Regions from separate parts of the Mus musculus genome. Here region 2 is linked to region 1. A link is a contact called in public HiChIP or PLAC-seq data. All regions are on one chromosome and are shown on one strand. Each heading gives the region's core, a stretch centred on a gene start, on an enhancer-like site or on the middle of the called end of the contact. The rest is flanking DNA. Distances are from core to core; before and after follow the strand shown.

The links. HiChIP or PLAC-seq counts read pairs in DNA pulled down with a chosen protein or histone mark.
Region 2: an H3K27ac HiChIP or PLAC-seq map of microglia shows a contact between it and region 1, with 9 times the contacts expected there. The contact joins the promoter of Zfp772 here to the promoter of Zfp28 in region 1. A contact is called at or near these places in 6 of 39 promoter capture datasets (cranial neural crest, frontonasal cranial neural crest, liver and 3 more), 2 of 115 datasets of contacts at active chromatin or transcription factors (astrocytes and microglia) and 3 of 9 other capture datasets (adipose tissue, liver and pancreatic islet).

Annotation. Positions count from the first base shown.
Region 1 is chr7:6,381,724-6,384,783 of GRCm38.p6, reverse strand. Zfp28 (zinc finger protein 28) reads right to left here and starts at 1,466. Exons shown (of 7, transcript NM_175247.3): 1 at 1,183-1,466; 2 at 518-609. The coding sequence starts at 1,390. It overlaps Zfp78 (zinc finger protein 78), which reads right to left. Exons shown (of 5, transcript NM_001025163.1): 5 at 2,179-3,060.
Region 2 is chr7:7,208,563-7,211,596 of GRCm38.p6, reverse strand. It overlaps Zfp772 (zinc finger protein 772), which reads left to right and starts at 1,599. Exons shown (of 5, transcript NM_145577.2): 1 at 1,599-1,879. The coding sequence starts at 1,802.

The DNA.
Region 1 (3,060 bases), core at 217-2,716:
CTCTTCAACCCCCTAAGCAAGCCTTAACCACAATATATTTCTCCTCCAAGGTGAGCATCATAGAAACCAGGTGGAAGCACTGCAGCGTTTCTGAACATAAGAATCAGAAGAATATGATGGGAAACACCTTTAATTCCTGCACTCATAAGAGGCAGGCAGAGTTCTGTGAGTTCAAGACCAGCCTAGTCTATATAGTGTACATAGTGAGTTGCAGGGCAGCCAGAGCTATGTAGATAGACCTTATCCAAAACAAAAGACAAACAAACAAAAAAACCCTTCTGAGATAAATGGGACAATGAAAGGGATGAATCATTTCTTCAACCAAGAAGGAACAGTTGGGATGAAAAGGAAAGAGAATCAGTTTGAAGCTAGCCCTGTAGCCCATCACTCACCGGAGTAGGAAGAAACAGCACCCAGGACAGGTCTCTTAAACTGAAAACTTTTCACAGAAAATAAACACCATTAAGTATTGAAAAGGCAAGACTGTTTCAGGAAGCAAAGAGGAAATGTGACTCACCTGCGACTTGGCTTTATGTCTAGTCCCTGTAGGGGCAGCTTCCTGTTTGCGGTTTATCTCCTGGAGGAAGTTGGTATCTCTGGAAAACAGAGCTGGAGGAAAGGAAGGACTAGACACCAAATCTACACGAGACTACACCGTGCATGAGCAGAGATGCCAAACCCTTATTACCCTGTGCGGGAGTAAGGACAGGGTAGGATGTGGAATCAGGTTGTCTCTTTTCTCGTCTTACTTGCATGAATATATGTGCACCACGTGTGTGTGCCTGATGCCCACAAAGTTCAGAGGAGAATGTTCTATCCCCTGCAATAGGAGTTAGGGATGGTTGTGACTCACTATGTGGGTGCTAGGAACCTCTGCAAGAGGAACAAGTACAATGGCTAAGCCATCTCTTGTCGCACTGGGAGTTTCATTTCTTGAAGCATTGACATGGATACAAGTCTAAACTAAGTTGACCCTGTAGTTGTCAACGTCCCTCCAGCACCTCTGCCTGACTTCTCTGCCTCAAGTTGAGCTTTCGAGGATTGGTTATTTAACCATCACAATCACGCGCCCAGAGACACCATCTCCAGCACCAAGGCCTCGAGAACCATCGGACCTTACCCTTCCTTCACACCCAGAATAGATTCATCTTTGTCCACTCAGCCCAGAAACATGACACTCACCTTTGTGCGCGGTCCCCGAGGTCACTGCTCCTTGCTGATCCTGGGAGGCCAGGCTGTTCCTGGAGCGCGGCCTTCCCCGGTCGGGGCTCCCAGGAGCAACTACAGTCCCCGCCGCCGGACCTCCACCAGGCCTGGCCTTTGTGCAGAGGGCGCCACGCCCCAGGAGGGCCCAGGGTTCGCATGACACTACACTCGCCATTCCCTGCATGTCACGCGAGGGGCGCACGCTCTCCTAGCCAGGCTGCAGACACCCTTCAAGGCCGCTGCTCAGGGACACACCCCCGGCAACACCCACGCCCGCCACGCCCTCGCCAGCCACGCCCTCGCCCTGCCCAACCCCGCCCTAAAAGATCGGACCCTCAGGCAGTTCCTCCGGAACGCACCGGAAGTGGACTTTGCTTGAGCACAAGGCCCCCTGGGAAGTGTAGTCCCCAGCGGAGAAATCCTTTAGAGCCCAGCTGGTTTTTACAAGACCCTGTGGGAGAACCGCGGGACCCTGCCGGAAACACGAGTCCCGCGAAATTCAAAACAGTTCCTCAGAGGCTTCTGGGAGTCCTGGTGACAATTGGAGCGTACGAGTGCAGCGGCAGGGCTAGTGGCGCGCGATTTGAGGTTGTTTGGAGGAAGGGGAGTTGGAGGATGCTGTGAATTGGGCTGGGGCAATGCGGGCTTTTGGCAAGTCCACAGTGGTTCTGGTTGCATGTACTTTTCAGTTTGGGATTCAGTTGCTGCCATTGCAATCTTCACCTCTCCACTAGACCACCTCGACTTTAGTGCCTAGTGTTCAAAATGCCCCTCTGTATGTACTACCAAGTTTTAGGTCTGCAGGTTTCCCCAGGTTTTCTTCTGCGGTGCCTCTTTAATATGTTCACTCTTGCCTTTAATCGCAGTGCCCGGGAGTAAGAGACAGCCGGATCTCAGAATTCGAGACCAACCTGATCTGCAGAGCGAGTTCCAGGACAGTCAGGGCTACACAGAGAAACGGGGAAGCGGGGTGAGGTGAGGGGAGCGCAGTTTATTCTTTGTCGGTTTCATACATGTATATATACTGTATCTTGATCATATCCAACACATCTCCTCTCCCAACCATCCCCAATACTTCCACATTCCTTTTGCCACCCCACCACACTTTTTTTTTAAATATAGCCCTGTTAGTGCCGCCTACCAGTATACCAGTGGAGTGTGACATGAACAATCTACCAGAGGCCACATCCCCAAAGAAAAATGACTCCCACTCTCTCAGCTGCCATCATTTGCTTATAGCTCCTCAGCTAGGTGTGGAGGGGTACGCCCTTCCTCTATCAATGGCTATAATATTGATCGGCGCTGGTAATTACCAGCAATCTTGTGCTGGTAATCAGTTTCTATGAGTTCATGAGCACAACATGCCCAAAACCATTCCACAGCACTCCTTGCCATTCTCAGACTCTTACATTCTTTCTCCTTCGTCTAATACGATGTTCCCAGACCCTTGAGAAGGTATACAAGAATGTCCCATTTAGGACTGTGAGCTGCCTATTTTTGTCATTCAGTTATCATCTGAGAGAGTGTTGTGTGGCTCTGGATGTTCTGGAACTCACTCTGTAGACCAGGCTGGCCTCGAACTCGGAGATCTGCCTGCCTCTGCCTCTGGAAGGGCTGGTTTTAAAAGTGTGTGTCACTACCGCTGAGCAAGCAGAATATTCTTTATATAAAATGTTTGAGAACAAAAGTGTTATTTTTTTTTCTGAGTGGTAAATATGTGCATACCGTAATGAAATATTTTAGAAAAGAAACCAACATCTAAATATAAAACCATTTATGCTTCACAAACACCTCATATAACCAGAAGGAAATTTTATACTAAAAAATTCTTAAGCAAAAACAATATTGCAGCAT
Region 2 (3,034 bases), core at 350-2,849, 830 kb before region 1:
AAACACCATCTTTATAAGAGTAAAATTAATAAATAAAATTGGACTGTAAGACTGGATCACTATCAGGGACATCAGCCCTCTGCCTGGGCTTAGGACCCACACACCAGGGTGCTGCAACAATCAGGTAAGCTAAGGATTCTCTGCCACCCATCCAGCATCAACAGGCCAGCAGACAGGGATGTGCAGAGAGGCACATGGATAGGGGCGTTTGTACCCAAGGCTTAGACCAGTTATACTGTGGTGGTGCAGACTTCAGACCTGTCTCAGCTCCAGGGGAAAACCTTTTCTCCCTCTCCCTCTCCCTCTCCCTCTCCCTCTCCCTCTCCCTCTCCCTCTCCCTCTCCCTCTCCCTCTCCCTCTCCCTCTCCCTCTCTCCTTTCTTCCTTTCCTCTGAGTCAGGCTTTCTCTGTGTAGCCTTGGCTGCACTAGATGGTAGACTAAGCTAGCCACAAACTCAGATATCCACTAGGATTATATGTATGCACTAACAACTCCCACCACTCTTCCTGCCTTTCTGCACACAGTGGGTTCTGGTCAACATAGTTCAGACAGTTAGCCATGGATACCAGGGCAGTTGCAGAGATGGACAGTGGAGAAGCAGTGTTAAGGAGTTAACAGGACTCCCAGCAGACTAGATCACAGTACATATGCTCCAGTGTTCCCTTTCCCCGGGAAGCTGCTACTCGAGTCTTTCCTTTGAAGTGAAGTGCATCCTCAGTGCCACACCAAAGTCATTTTCTGGGCTGAATCCCGTAATGCATCCCCAAATTTCTCTTAGCATGGGAATGCATAATAGAAAAGTTATTCGTGATGACCTCCTGTCTGATGTGTATAACTGAGAAGAGTTTGAATTCTTGAGATCAGTGGTGAAAGGATACTCGATTCCAAATATGTCCTTTCTTTCTTCCTCTATGGTAATTTCCTAAGTTTTCTTTGCAAGAAGACCTGTCAGGTATCATTCACACAAAGACCTATAACCTGTTGGGTCTTAAATCCAAGGCAAAAATGTTGAACTAAAGTGTCCATTAACATATCAAACTGGACAGTGGCCTCTCAGCATCCCTCTGTTCCTGGCTGGCATGCCTCCCCCCAACCCCCAGCCACCACACAGCCCAAACTCCCCAGTCCAGGTGATCCCCTGGGCTTTCCTCCTTCCAGCTCCTCTGACCACTCTATAACTCAGCCACTTTTAGCTGTGCTAGTCTCTTGGCTCAGGTGGTCCCTCTTGGTTGGAGGCCCCTCTTTCTCTTTTCAGATCTCCTCTCCTCACATGGCCCAGCTTAGGGTCATGTTCACTCTGTAAGGTTTTCTGTCTGGTCTGGAACTCACTGTGACAGGCTAGTTTCTAATCCCAAACATCAACTTGCCTCTGCCAGCAGTTCTGGAATTCAGGAGTGTTTCAGCAAGCCCGGCTTTTGGAGCTCAAGGAAATATTGACACATCTATAATCACAACACTCTCCCTAACAGATTGAGTGTAAGGCTCCATCTGGGGAGGTGTGTCCACTTCCTGGCGCTTGATCACGTCTGAACTACATTGTCCAGAAGACATTGCACCGAGAAAAGCCAATGAAAATAGGCGCGTTAGTGACGACAAAAGGACGCTGGGCGGGACTTTCGGCTTTGCGTGCAGGAGGTTCTTTGAAACTTTCTGGATCTGTCAGTCTGCTTCACAGAAAACTGGTTTTATCAGTATTGGTCATGGCAGGAAAACTGTAGAGTTGAGGCGTTTTTCCTCCGTCACGGAGACGGAGCTGAGGTTTTCGACAGCCCGTGTGATCTAATCCAAGCTTGGAGGAGGGATGGCCACATCCCAGGGCCCGGCTGGCCAGTGGAGCCCAATGGTGATTGTGGAGGCTGCGGGTGGAGCCCTGCCCCAGGTGAGTGCCTAGTGATCGCCCACCTACCTGAGTTCTAGAGCGCTGAGATCTGGGTCAGGAGCCAACAGGGTAGACTCCCATGTCCCCGACTGTAGGGCACCGGTGGACGAAATTATGGTAGTTGGGTTGTTTTGTTTTGTTTTGTTTTGTTTTTGTCATCTGTGTGCTAGATCGCTTGAGCCATCCCATCTGACTCAGTGTGGTGGACTGTACCTCTCAAGGCTTGTGGGAGGGCCTGAGCTCTACTGGCATTAGATGAGGGAATTAGATTAGATTCTGGTGGCCAAGAAGATTTGAACAGGTGAGAGATTCCATCTAGTCAGTTTTCTGAGCATGGGGTGGGGGTAATATGGGTGTAGGCAGAGACCTGTGAATCCTTGGGTAAATCCTGTGCACTCATGTTTGAGTTGGAATGCAAGCTGTAGCAGGGGTGGGGGAGTTGTAGGGTGGGTGATGGTGGTGTTCAGATCTTTGATGGAGTTATTTTATTCTCTCTGTATGCCCCTCTCCCCCACCTCCTTTCCTCCTCCACCGCCCCCAGGAGGCCTGGTGGGCTCCTGCTCTCCCTCCCTCCCTCTACCCTTTCCACTCTCTCCTCTTCCGTCTTCCTTAACCCCTCTCCCTATTCCTTTGCCTCTCTCCCTCTCCCTCCCCCTCCCCCTCTCCCTCTCCCCTCCTTCTCCCTCAGACTGGGCCTCTCTATGTAGTCATGGCTGTCCTGTCTCTCTATGTACCAGGGTGTCTTCAAACTCAGAGAGATTCTTCTATCTCTAACTCACAAGTGATGAGATTAAAGAACCCTTTGTTATATTTTTACTTTATTCATTTACTTTTGATCTAGGCTCAAACTCACTGTTTACACCACACTAGCCTCAAATTCACAGAGATTTGCCTTCTTGTGGGTTAGGGTCTCCTTTGGGTAAGGGCTGCCAACTGAACTCTGGTTCATGGTGGAAGAGCCCTAATCGGAGCCAACCACTCCTACCTTTCCAATGAGTTTTAAAAACTCAGCCATCAGGATGTGCTGCTGAACTAAGTGTAGCTGTGAGGGAAAATTAAATTAAAAATAATTTTATTTTTTAAATAATATTACTAAGTTATATTAGTAATTAAAATTAATATTACTAATTTTTAAATACTACTGAAAGATTTTAC